4 separate regions of the Mus musculus genome follow, and regions 2, 3 and 4 are each linked to region 1. The links are chromatin contacts, called in public promoter capture Hi-C maps. All regions are on one chromosome and are shown on one strand. The core of a region is the stretch at or near the end of the contact, and the rest is flanking DNA. Distances in the headings are between cores, read along the strand shown. Region 1 holds the start of Cux1 (cut-like homeobox 1). Region 2 holds the start of Dtx2 (deltex 2, E3 ubiquitin ligase). Region 3 holds the start of Ywhag (tyrosine 3-monooxygenase/tryptophan 5-monooxygenase activation protein, gamma polypeptide). Region 4 holds the start of Upk3b (uroplakin 3B).

Evidence for each region. Promoter capture Hi-C pulls out the DNA fragments that hold promoters and counts their contacts. Capture Hi-C pulls out chosen DNA fragments and counts their contacts.
Region 2: a contact with region 1 is called in a promoter capture Hi-C map of pre-B cells, with 4 times the contacts expected there. The contact joins the promoter of Dtx2 here to the promoter of Cux1 in region 1. A contact is called at or near these places in 5 of 39 promoter capture datasets (cranial neural crest, liver, neutrophils and 1 more) and 1 of 484 Hi-C or Micro-C datasets (embryonic stem cells).
Region 3: a promoter capture Hi-C map of pre-B cells shows a contact between it and region 1, with 2.9 times the contacts expected there. The contact joins the promoter of Ywhag here to the promoter of Cux1 in region 1. A contact is called at or near these places in 1 of 39 promoter capture datasets (pre-B cells) and 1 of 115 datasets of contacts at active chromatin or transcription factors (memory CD8 T cells).
Region 4: a contact with region 1 is called in a promoter capture Hi-C map of adipose tissue. The contact joins the promoter of Upk3b here to the promoter of Cux1 in region 1. A contact is called at or near these places in 3 of 39 promoter capture datasets (hippocampal neurons, neural stem cells and pre-B cells) and 1 of 9 other capture datasets (adipose tissue).

The regions. Positions count from the first base shown.
Region 1 is chr5:136,566,174-136,569,345 of GRCm38.p6, forward strand. It overlaps Cux1 (cut-like homeobox 1), which reads right to left and starts at 1,317. Exons shown (of 23, transcript NM_001291234.1): 1 at 1,005-1,317. The coding sequence starts at 1,067.
Region 2 is chr5:135,993,294-135,996,345 of GRCm38.p6, forward strand. It overlaps Dtx2 (deltex 2, E3 ubiquitin ligase), which reads left to right and starts at 1,507. Exons shown (of 11, transcript NM_001256096.1): 1 at 1,507-1,673; 2 at 2,997-3,052.
Region 3 is chr5:135,933,073-135,936,101 of GRCm38.p6, forward strand. Ywhag (tyrosine 3-monooxygenase/tryptophan 5-monooxygenase activation protein, gamma polypeptide) reads right to left here and starts at 1,569. Exons shown (of 2, transcript NM_018871.3): 1 at 1,251-1,569. The coding sequence starts at 1,337. It overlaps Gm40346 (a long non-coding RNA gene), which reads right to left and starts at 1,244. Exons shown (of 2, transcript XR_868594.2): 1 at 1-1,244.
Region 4 is chr5:136,036,565-136,039,753 of GRCm38.p6, forward strand. It overlaps Upk3b (uroplakin 3B), which reads left to right and starts at 1,932. Exons shown (of 6, transcript NM_175309.4): 1 at 1,932-2,322; 2 at 2,478-2,627. The coding sequence starts at 2,238.

The DNA of each region.
Region 1 (3,172 bases), core at 67-2,566:
GCCGGTGCCCTGGCCGGGGCGACACCGGTTGACAATCCCTTACGGGAGTAGTGGAAAGAGGAATGGTGGCAGCTGGGCCCAAGGGGAACGATCAAGGAGCAGCCAGGAGCTCCAAGCCACCCGCCGTCTTCACGACAAGGGGCCACCCGCCAGCCTGGCCGTCGCCGCCACCGCCGCCAGCCGCCGGTGGCCGATCTGACCCTCCCCCGGAGCCGGCGGCACCACAGCGCCACCAGCTCCAGCTCCGCCGCGCCGGCGGGGCAGTGGCGGCGGCGGCGGCGGCGGTCCGCGACTCTCTCCTCCAGGAGACAGAGGAAAGAGAGAGAGAGAGAGAGACAGGCGCTTCACCCCCCACCAGCAACTCCCCACAAACTTTCCCCGGGAATACGACGGGGCTGAGCCGGGGGGAAGGAAGGACGTGACTGGCGCGAGGGGGACTAGCGTCCCGCAGCTCCCCTTCTTTGCAGCCCTGCCACCCCTCCAGAGCCACCCCGTGGCGCGTCCCCCTCTTTAGCGCGCGCGAGTTCCCACTGAGCCCCCGTGGGGGGGGGGGACCGCCGCTCCCCCCTCCTCTCCACCAGGGTCCCGCGACAACGACAGCGCGCGGGGTAGGCGGCGGCGGCGGAGAGGACGATGAGGATGATGATGGCGATGATGGTGGGGAGGAAGACACCCTCCGGGGTTGAAGGGGGCAGACACCGGGGGGCAAAGATGTTGGTGGCGGCTGGCGGCTCCGGCGCCATCTTGGGCTGATCGATGAATTGAACAAAGAGGATCAATTTCTGATCAAGCCGAGTGATCAATGAGAGCCGGGGAGCCCGAGGGACTCGCCGCCGACTCGGCCCCGCTCTTCTCCCGGCACCCCCCTCCTGCTTTCCCCCGTCGCCTCAGCACCCCCGCCAGGGCCCTGGCAGCCCGGAGTGTCACCCTCCTTCCTGAGGGAGGCCGCGACCGCCCGCAGCCCTCACCCCCCGGGCGCGAGGCCGAGCGCCGAGAAGCCTGACCTGCAGCTGCTGTAAATCAAAGCGCTTCCAATATTGAAACATCGATCCCACATTGGCCGCCATCTTGAGACATATTGAGACGGAGTGAGAGGCTGATAGAGAGGGGGCTGGAGTTCAGGAGCCGCCAGGAGGCAGCAGGCGGGCGGGCGCCAAAACCCGGCCTGGAGCCGGCCGCCGCCTCAGCCACCGCGGACGCGGACTCCTTCCTCCTCACGGCGCCGCCGCCGCTGCCGCCGCCGCCGCCGCCACCGCCTCAGCCATGGAGTCCGAAGCCTGAGGGAAACGCGGCGGCGGCGGCGGCGGCAGCCTTGACGCGCGCGCGCCGCGCTCTCTCTCCACAGCCCGAGCGCGGGCATCCGGGGCCCTCGCGACCCCTCACCCTTTTTCCCGCGCGCCCCGCCACAAGCCCCCCTCCCAGGCCGCGCTGCGACCCTACGGCGGCCCGGCCTCGAGGGGGCGCTGCGGGGTCTCCTCCGGACCCCGCAGCTCACCTAAAGGGCGCCCTCCCTCCCCAACACCCCCGCCCCCGGGAAGGTCGCGGTCGCCGGTGGCCAGCGCTTTAGGATAAGGTGCCCCTCGCTCTGCGCGCCTGAGGACAGTGGGCTGCGCTGCGGCAGCGGGGCGCGGGCGCTGCGCTCTTTCGCACGGTGCGCGCGGTGGAGCGAGCGGAGCCCACCTGCACAGCCGGCGGTCGGGACCCCACCGGCCAGCCCGCGCGCCGGGGCTGCGGGTGACCTCACTCCGCTCCCCTATGCGCTCCAGCTGGGGGACCTCCAGACCACAGCGGTCGTGAACAGTGTTTCATATTCAAGGAAGTGCAATTGTGTCGTGGTAAAGGGGGCGGAGGGGGTTGACCACCAAGCCTTGGAGCCTGCGGCTGCTGCCGCCGCGACTCCCATTCACGTCCTACACATTCCGTTGCAATCCCCAACTTGCACCGGGACACATCAGCGAGTGGCGACGGCCTCCCCACCCTTCAGAGCCGCTCCAGCGTCCGCCAGGACTGGGGCAAGTCTTGGAGCACAACTCTGTCCCAACCATGCTTCTGCGACACAACCCCAGAAACTTCCTCTGGGGTTCACACAACTCCGCGCCTCCGTCTTTGCAGGCAGAAAGTTTGAGAGCGTGCAGTGCACTTGAAACTGAGCGCTCGTTCCTAAGTTTTGAAGAAGAAAAAAAAAAAAAAACAAAAACGCTCACATTTAAACCGGGAGTGGGGGGAAGGAAGTTCTCTTTACATTTCCTTCTAGACCCAAAGCACGCGTTTCAGGATCGTCATCTTTAATGGATTTATTCACACCAGAGAGTTTGCGTTTACAGTAGGAACACAGTGTTTTCACTTTGCTGCACTTCGGTGAACGTGTAATTAGTTAAGACAAATCCCTAAATTCCTTAATCTTGAAAATTATATGTAAATAACGTCTGTATGGAACACCAAACATGACAGTAGAAAATAATTGCTCTCTGAGCCAAGTTTGAGGGCTTAGCGTTATTCGGTTGCGGTGAGATCGATATTTTTGGAGAACGAGGTTGGAAATGAAAGTCCCCCCGAGATTTAAAGAATACAAGTGTTCCCGGGTCTTGCAACTGCACCCAAAAGCCTCTGTGTCCATGCAGCGGTCGGGACCGGGCTGCACTCCCAAGTCGCAGCCTTTGAGGGGCAGAAGCCACCCGAAGCAGGTGCGTGGGAGCGCGCGGGCGTCAGGAGGCGCAGAGCCAACCTCAAGTCTGGATGCCGTGACGCGGCGCCAGGCGGGACACTGCGGACCTCGGGTGACCGCGAGCTGCAAGGGAGTCAGGCGCCGGAGCCGGAACGCGCGGGCGCCCGTGCTGCAGCTCCATTCGCACCGCCCAGTAGAGGGCAGCGGCTCCCCGACACTCGGGTCCTCAGGGTACCCCCCCCCCCCACACACACACACACACACACACACACCACTGCCCCAATGCTCGTGCCCACCCCAGCTCCTCGTACTTGGCCACACCCTGACCGAGATCCAGGCGGGAAGCAATTCCTTTGCCACCTAAAGCTTCCTAGAGCTTACCCGTTTCTCCCTATCTTGCATTTTAAAGGCCATCTACGTTTGTGCGGTGGCCAGCAAGAACGGCAAAATTTGACCTAAAGGTGGCTAGACAAAATGGGCAGGAGCATTAAAACAAGCAAATTTCCT
Region 2 (3,052 bases), core at 257-2,756, 570 kb before region 1:
TGAGTCAGCAGAGAGCTTGCTTAGTGTGCAGGAAGCCCTGGGTAACCCCCCCCCCCCCCCCCCCCGCTCCCCCTGCCTGGTCCTCCTCTATAGCTGGGAACAACAGTACACACCTGCAATCTCAGAAGGTGAGACAGGGGGATTAGTAGTTGCAGGCCATCTCTGAAGCCAGGTGCTAAGACACCCTGTCTCCAAAACAAATAAACAAAAAATCCCCCTACTTCCACTAGGAGGGACTTATGTAGAGCTTTTGGGGACAGACACGTTTTCTTTGGGCTGTGAAGTCATTAAGATCTTTCTGGCTGTATAGATTATACGTGGGTCCTTGGTGGCTACCATCGGCACTAGGAAATGCCAGGTGCCATCCATTCATCAGAAATAATGAGCAAAGCAGCTGTGTCTTATCAGACTGTCCCTCTGCAGTGTCAGATGGAGACCAATTAGCAGAGGCAGGAAGCAACACAATTCTGCCTTTCCAAGCAAAACAGTAGCAAGCACCCCTGCTCCTCAGTGACACTGCTGAGGCCAGGCCTCCTTGACTTCTCTAGCTGTGTTCATCTTTTCTGCTTGGTGAGCCGGGAGCAGGTTCTGGGAATGGAACAGGCTCTGTGAAGTGGAATTTTAAGGACTTCTTTTGCAAATCCAGGGTCTTCTGCCTACTCGATAGATAAGTGCTCTACCACTGAGCCAGGCCAACTTAAGCCAAGGTTTAACTTTTTTTTTTGTTTTTTGTTTTTTGTTTGTTTGTTTGTTTTTCGAGACAGGGTTTCTCTGTGTAGCCCTGGCTGTCCTGGAACTCACTTTGTAGACCAGGCTGGCCTCGAACTCAGAAATCTGCCTGCCTCTGCCTCCTGAGTGCTGGGATTAAAGGCATGCGCCACCACGCCCGGCTTAACATTTTTTAATAGATTCTTTTCTTATTTAAAAATTTTAAATCTATGTTTTTAAAGACTGTGCTTGTAAGCTCAGCAATTAGGAAGCAGAGGCAGGAGGTTCAAGAGTTTAAGAGCAGCCTAGGCTTACATCACAAATTCAAAGCCACTCCGAGGTACATGAGATCCTGGACCCCTTCCACCCCTACAAGTGGACTCTTATAGCTGGGGATTAATTAGTAGTAGAACACTTGTCTACTGTGCTTGCATTAACTTTGATCCTCAACACCACAAAAGGAAAAATCAGGGTTGGCGATAGGGCTCAGAGGGTAAAGGCATTTGCTGACAAGCCTGACACCTTGAGTTCGATCCGTGGAACCCACGTGAAGGTGGACACGGAGAACGGACTCCTAAAGTTGTTCTTTGACCTCTGTAAGTACACCCCCCTCCAGAATATACACACATAATAAAAAGAAATATAAAAATTATTAAAAATCAAATGCATCAGTGATTAGCGAGGGAGTAAGTCAGTAGGAGAAAGAGAAGGCTGGGTACATTTATATCTGCTGGTGTGCTTTGGTTCAGCCCACTCAGCTTCATCAGAACTACATTTCCCAGAAGGCACTGCGTGAGGTGGACATGCGCAGCGCGGTGCTTGGAGGCTGCGACGCCGAGTTTCACTCCGGCTGCCTCCGGCTCGGAGTCGGAGACATACTCGAGGGTTCTTCCCAGGCCGAGCCGGAGCTGAGCCCGGAGGTCGGCGGTCCTCTCAACCTGTTCCTTCTGCTTCCCTCAGACTCGGTGAGCGGGACGGGCGGGCCACCTGCTGGCGCCCAGCCTGGGGTCCCGAGGGTGGGTGGGTGGGTTGAGGAGAGGGGGCTATTGAGCCAAGCTGAGACCGGAAGGGGGCGGTCGTGCGAGGAGGGAGGGCCGTGCCGGCGGGATGGGTGAGTCCTGGGGGCGTTGGGAGCCCTGGGCACCTCGGTACCAGGGTCCTGGAGGCGGGAAGTCGCAGTTGGGACGCTCTGAGCGTTGGGGACTGGGCTGGGTGTGGTAAGAGCCCTATTTTTTGCAGAGACAGGGGTCGCATCCCTGGCAGTTTGAGTCCTACAGGACCTGGAAGAGCAGTGAGGCTATTGCTACCCTGGCTCCCTGAGGGGTCAGTTTCAGTCCTGGAGCGTTTGTGTGTGTGTGGGGGCGTTACATCCAGGCGATAGGGATCCACCACTGTCTGAGAGAGTTGGACTTTGGAGGCGTTTGCCTTTCCATTCTCGGTCTGTGTCAGACTGGGTCTCTGGGGCACTTTGGGGTGTCTCTGTTTTGAAGCTCCGCTTTTCATCCTATCCCTCACACAGCTGCAGGGTTGCCCGCGTTAGCTTTGCCTCCACAGTGGCATGAATGGGAATGTGTTCACAGGCAAGACCTTTAATGAACTCTCTTTTCTCCGTGCCGTCTTAGCCCCTTTAAAATTCTAGAGAGCCCAGCAATGTGTTGCACATTTATAATCCCAGTATTTGGGAGACAAAGGTTTGCGGGTAGCTAAAGCTTGCCTGTGCTTCATCACAAGATACTATATTACATCCCTCTCACTCCCCAAAAGAGTGCTAGCCAGGTGTGGTGATTTATGACTGTAATTTCAGCACTTGTGAGGCAGAAGCTGGAGACTCAGGAGTTCCAGTCCAGCCCTAAGCTATATACTGTGGCCCCTGCTTAAAACAAAACAAAACAAAAAAACCCCCAACAACCCAAAAGTAACAGTTCTGTGATGTAGAGTTCCCAGTAGCCACGAGAATCAGGATTGACTTCAGTTGGTCAAGGTGTCAAGTCTCTTTGCTTATTTTCTGTGTGACTTTGGTCAAATTTTTATCCTCTCTGGTGTGTTGATTTCCTTCATGGACCATCCGTGGGACCGGTTTCTGAAGTCCTCACGCAGACTTTTCTGAGAAAGGGTTTAATTGAGTGGGCTGAGAAAGACTGTCCCTAGCTTCTGCTCCCTGCCCAAGCTGTTGGAAAATAAGCCTGGTAATTTCCAGTTGCCAGCCACAGCACACGGGACCCAACATCTGTGCGCTCATTTTCTCTTGCCGATTCTTCACTGAAGACTTAATCATCTTTTTGGCAAAGGTACCTCGGAATCGGTGTGGCTGAGTCAGCAAGGCCTCAGATTTGCCGGGTTCTTG
Region 3 (3,029 bases), core at 319-2,818, 630 kb before region 1:
GAAAACTGTAATAGTAATTTTTCTACTGAATTTTGGAATATTGAGCACCTCCCCCCCACCCCCGCTGGCAAACTGGTCCCCAATTCATTAATAAATTGAGAGTAACTGACAAAATGGTGCAACTAGTTAGGATTTTGCATCTCAGACAAAAATGCGACAGTATTCCCTTCTCGTCAGAACGAGGATACATTAGGTCAGAAGAAAAAAAGCCTCGGATACATTTAACAAAAAAAAAAAAAATTCTTTTAAAAAGACTTTTTCCCCTTTAAAATAAATCCTCCCAGCCTCCACCCAGTCTAGGCTCTCTGCAATATGACAAATGCAGAATCTTCTGGAATGACTTGATACTGCCTCCCACCACCGCTTTGTTTGCAGTATCAGATCAGACAGAATATTTTTTTACACTCAAACGAATTTCTGCAGACTCGTGCCTGCAATTAAAAGAGAAACTGCATATCTCAGTCAGTTAACATTCAAAGGCATTATAGTTAACCCTTTGAAATGGAAAATAAATAAAATGAAAAATGAAGATGCTATATAGAGGGCCATGAATGGGAATGCCAGCAACACACATATCCCTCCCTTCCTAACAGACTTGCTTTGGGGAATGGTTAAAAGGAAGCCTTTTGTTAAAAAAAAAAAAAACAAAAAAAAAAACGTGAGAAAGGTGGTTTCGATTTTACATCATTGAGGCTGGGTTTTTTTTTCTTTTTTCTTTTAGGAGAGGGGGTCCTACATTTTTTTTCTTCCCGAAACGTCTTTAAAGGATGTGTCAGTGGGAAAGATTGGGGGGGGGGGTGATGGAGTGGGGAGGCGGCAAACTGGGAGACCTGCTGAGTGAATGGGGAAGGCGCCGCCCAGACACCAGGGAGAGAAAGAGGAACCGCATCCATGCGGTCCCCCCGCCCCCACGCCTAAACTGGGAGGAGGGGAAGTGGGGCACAAAGGATGCGCACGGCCCCCAACTCAGGTCTCTGGACATTCAGGGTCACAGAGAGACCCCCACCCCACAGCAGAAACCAGCCACGCAAGACCCCGCCCCAGCCCCGAACTCGGAGAGGCTGGGAAAGAGGCCGCGTCACCACTCGGGTGCATGAGCCCCCGTCCCCAACCCCTCCAAGGAGTGAGATGGAGAGGTGACCCTATAGTCGTGACAAGACAACATGCCCCTGGAGCATGCCTTCCACGCCGAGGAACGCGGTGTCGGGAGAGGCTGGGGCGAGGCAGGGGGGAGGGGAGGAGACACTCACGTTCTTCATGGCCGCGGCCATATCGTCGTAGCGCTCCGCCTGCTCGGCCAGCCGGGCTTTCTGCACCAGTTGCTCGCGGTCCACCATCTTCACAGGGCTGAAGAGGATCGGCTGGAAAGAAGGAAACCGAAGACCGCCTTGAAGGGCTTCAGGAAAAGAGAGGAGCGGCTTGGAGCTCGTGTGTCGGAGGGACCGACCCACGAAGCAAGCTACTGAGACGAGGAGGAGAAGGAGGCGGCACGAGCTGCGACCGCGGGACCCGGCGCAAGGAGGCTGCGGCTCCAATGCGTGCCGCGGGCGGACAACCCCCTGCGGTCCCGCCCACACGGGTGACGTAAAAGTCACCGCCTACTCGCGCATGCGCGCGCCCCGCCCGGTCCCGCCCGGTCCTGCATTTACTGGGCTTCTCTTCTACTGGAACATTCGCGGTGGCTCTTTGCGATTTTCTCAGTGTATCCCCAGTACTACACTGCTCCCTAATGTGCCCCTTTCTTCACTTTACCGTAAATCCTCAGCTTCATCAAACCCACCTCTCCTTGCCCCCTGGGGGCCTCTCCCCCCCCCTTTTTTTTTTTTTTTTTTTTTTTTTTGCATAGCTTCTGGCGCGTGACCTCCTGGGAATTGTAGTTTGACCTGCAGCAAGCTGAATTACAGAGCAGACCAAGGACAAAGGGGTGGTGGAGACTACATCTCCCAGTGGGCATTGCGCGCAGGCAGAGGCGGACCGGATGGGGGGCAGGGTCTAACCCGCAGCCGCTGGGGACCCCTGGCGGGGAAGCAGTCTACACTAGCCTAAGCGAGTGCTGATTCACGGCCTCGCCCCATAGCCTCTGGGCAGTTGGAAGGAAAGAAAAGGTCAAGGCCTTAGATCTGGACTCTCTGAAACTGAAGTAACTGGTCATGGTGGAGGGGTAGGGGAAAAACACGAATATAAAGTAGGCAGAAGAAGTACAGACACCGTAAATCCAAACTGCCCAACCACCACCATGGAAAAGATGGAAAAGGTGAACCTGTCCTAGAGATGGCCGCGTGAATGATGCAACCCTTGGACAACTGTCTAACACACACCCACCATGGTTGCAGTCTCCAGTGATGCACTTTAACATCGGACTTAACTGGATGAAATCATAGAATGACACATATCCGCCCGGTATATTGCCTATTTTCCCTAAATGGTGTAGCTGCCTGCAGACTGACCCTGGGGGACTCCCTTCTTCCTCTCCAGTGAACTGGACCAACGCCTGCCTGAACGCACACCCGCTATAGTTTTGACTGCGTATTTTATTTTCATTGTGTTTTTATGAGTTGTTTGGTTTGAAGTAGGGTCTTACACTTCTTAAGGTGACTCTAGACGAAGTTCTGGAATTATAGGCATGCACCAACACAATGGCCTTGACTGTAGAGTTTTGCTTCATCCATTCAACACGTTGAGCACCGGCCCAGTTCCAATGACTTTGTACATTAGCACACAACAATACACAAAGCAGACAAAGCACTCGGCTCAAAAAAAAAAAAAAAAAAAAAAAAAGGAGACAACTGTTTGAACCCACAACAAGCAGCTGACTAACTTTTAACATACCAAAGTGAACCTGGCCTCCAGGTTCTCCAGGCCAGCTGGGGCACAGGGGGAGGGGCTGCCCTTTGCCCAGGGGCTCTTCCCTATATAATCCAGACTTTTTGTTTACCCACCCCTTGTTTTGCTCCTTTTGTACCTTTGGCTTCCTGGCTGGTTCCCCTTTCTTCATGGTTCAGGGTCATGACCACTCTGGACTCTTCCAG
Region 4 (3,189 bases), core at 682-3,181, 530 kb before region 1:
CTTCCCCTTTGGGATAATGAAAGGGATTTGGCATTAGCACTGATGGCCATACACCTTTATAAATATCTTTTCTTTCTTTTTAATTGAATTAATTTATTTTTGTAGTTAGGGGACTACACCCAGGGTCATATGAATGCCAGACAATTGTTCTCTTATTGAGGGGCTATCCCTAGTGTGAATCTTATGAAAATACTGAAAACCACCAACCTAGGGCTGTAGAGAATTTGCCTGGAATACCCTAATGAACAGCTCAGGGGTGACTCAGCAGTAGTGTTTGCCTAGAGTCCCCCAGTGAGGGGCTAAGGGTGTGGCTCAGTGGTAGAGCCCCTGCCTAGAATCCCCCAGGGAGGGGCTGGGGTGAGGCTCAGTGGTAGAGCCCCTGACTAGAATCCCCCAGGGAGGGGTTGGAGGCGTGTGTGTGTGTGTGTGTGTGTGTGTGTGTGTGTGTGTGTGTGTGTGTGTATGTGTGTTAGTTTGAATGAGAATTCCCCCATAGGCTCATATGTTTGAATACTTGGTCCCTATTTGGTAGAACTGTTTGGGAAGGGTTAGGAGGTGTGGCCTTGTTGGAGAAAGTGTGTCACTAGGGGTGGACTTTGGAGTTTTTAAAGCCATTTCCAGTGTTTTCTTTCTATCTCCTACTTGAGGATCAGTATGTGAGCTTTTGCGTATTTCTACTGCCACGCCATTGCTCCACCATCATGGACTCTAACCCTCCAAACAGCAAGCCCAACTAAATGCTTCTTTTATAAGTCGCCTTGGGCATGGTGTTTTGTCATAGCAATGGAAAGGTGACTACATCAGCATGGATGCAAGGAACTGTGTACCAACCAGGTCTTCAATAACAAACAAAAAAGGCACATTCATGCTGCTGTAGTAGTGCACACATGAATCCCAGAATTTGGAAAAAGGTGGCAAGAAGATCATGAGTTCAAGGCCAGCCTGGACTACACAGCAAGAATTCCTAGTTGGCCAGAGATTCTTAGCAAGATCTGTTTGAAAAGCATACACACACACAGGGTCACTGGTCTGTGGGTCTTATAGCGGGTGTGTGTGTGTGTGTGTGTGTGTGTGTGTGTGTGTGTGTGTGTGTGTTTGGTTGCCAGGTTGCTTGCAGAAGCTAGCAGTGCCTATCTGTGATCACAGGGGCATCAAAAGTTCAAAGACTGCCAGGCAGAGAGAGACACACGCCTTTAATCCCAACATTTGGGAGGCAGAGGCAGGTGGACCTTTGAGTTCAAGGCCAGCCTGGTCTACAGAGTGAGTTCCAGGACAGTCGGGGCTACACAGAGAAACCCTGTCTGGAAAAACCAAAAAAGGAAAAAAGAAAAAAAAAAAAAAGAGTTCAAAAGTCATCTTCTGTTATATAGTGAGTTTGAGGCTAGTCTGTACTACATGGGAACCTGTCTCAAAAACAGACAAACAAACTTAAAACGACATAGAATAAGACTCGTAGGGTTAGCACTCAGGAGACAGAGGCAGGCAGATTTCTGAGTTCGAGGCCAGCCTGGTCTACAAAGTGAGTTCCAGGACAGCCAAGGCTACACAGAGAAACTCTGTCTCGACAAAACAAAACAAAACAAACAAACAAAAAGGACTTGTAGGGTTTGTATAAACAAAATGTTTGTCAGTCACCAAAGGCTGTCCCGTCCTTTCGGAGGACTAGTGCTTCCACTGGAGAAGGAACGGACATTCCGAGCTGGGGAAGACATATCTCCTTGGGCACAGGCTACATGGAGGGCAGGCAGTGTCTGGGAGCTGCTTTGGGGCTGGACTAGGTCAGGGCCAGCCTACCACACAGGCTCTCCCCTCTCCTCACTTCCTGGATAAGGATGGATGGCCAGAGGGTGGCTCCTGGCACCCAGAGTTCAGGAATCCTAGGCATGTGGTTCTGGGCCCAGATAGAGGAGGGGAGTCTCCCTCCCAGGGCCAGGGAGTAAGGTGGTACCACAATTTAGACATCAGCTTTGGGATGGAGGTGACTGGGGGGTCACGTGAAGGCCAACCCTAAATGGCTCCTCTCCCTTAGTTCTGGAGTGGGGCCCCTGTTCAGGAGCCCACTGAGCCCCTCCCTGGGGTGGGCTGGGAGCAGGGAGGGGTGAGCTCATAGGTTCAGGTCTTTCCTGTTCTCCTGGCAGTCCAAGTGACCAGCAACTGTAGGCCAGAGGTGTCGGAGGTGGGGTGAGACAGGACCAGCCCCTAAGCCTGGTCAGGCCTGATCAAGTGCTGTGGCAGTCATGGTGCGAACGCGGTGGCAGCCTCACCCTCCGCCGCCCCTGCTTCTCCTGGTGCTCGTGTGGCTCCCCCAAAGCCTGAGTCTAGGTGAGTGGAGCTCTTGCAATGGATGCCCTTAGCCAAACCTAGGGTTCTGGGAACCTATTACACCTCCTGGACCGAGAGAATCGGGGAGGGGAGGGGGAGCCCCACAGAACAGCAGTGCTTATCTCGATTCTCACCTTTGTCCCCCATGGCTATAGACCTGATTGCCTACGTGCCGCAGATAACAGCCTGGGACCTGGAAGGGAAGATCACAGCCACTACATTCTCTCTGGAGCAGCCTCGGTGCGTCTTTGATGAGCATGTCTCAACTAAGGACACCATCTGGCTAGTGGTGGCTTTCAGCAATGGTGCGTGCTGAGGACTTGGGGTCTTGGGGTGAGGGCATGGGCTGAGAAGAGATACCCGAGGATCTGGGTGGATGGTAACATTGACCTTGTCTCTGGGTGTGAGGGTCAGGACTGTAGATTAGATTAGCCAGGGATGTGTTGAGCACAAGGTGGGCAAAGCCTGTCCTTTTTTTTTTTTTTTTTTTGAGACAGGGTCTGCTGTAGCCCAGGTGACCTTAAACTTCTGAGCTTACTGCCTCCACCTTCCAATTGCTGGGACGGTGGGCATGCACAACCATGCCAGTCCATGTGGTACCAGGGATAGAGGCCAGGGTTTATGCATTGCTAGGCAAGTACAACCTTCCTAATGCTGACGCCCCTTCAACGCAGTTCCTCATGCTGTGGTGACCCCCACCCCAACAAAAAAATTATTTCATTGCTATTTCATAACTGTAATTTTGCTACCAATACGAATTTTTAATGTAAATATCTCATGTGTGATCCTGAGTTGTTGGAGCCCCGATGGGGATCGAGACCCATTATGTCACCTGGGGAAGTGGGGTCACGCCCTCTGCAGATCGCT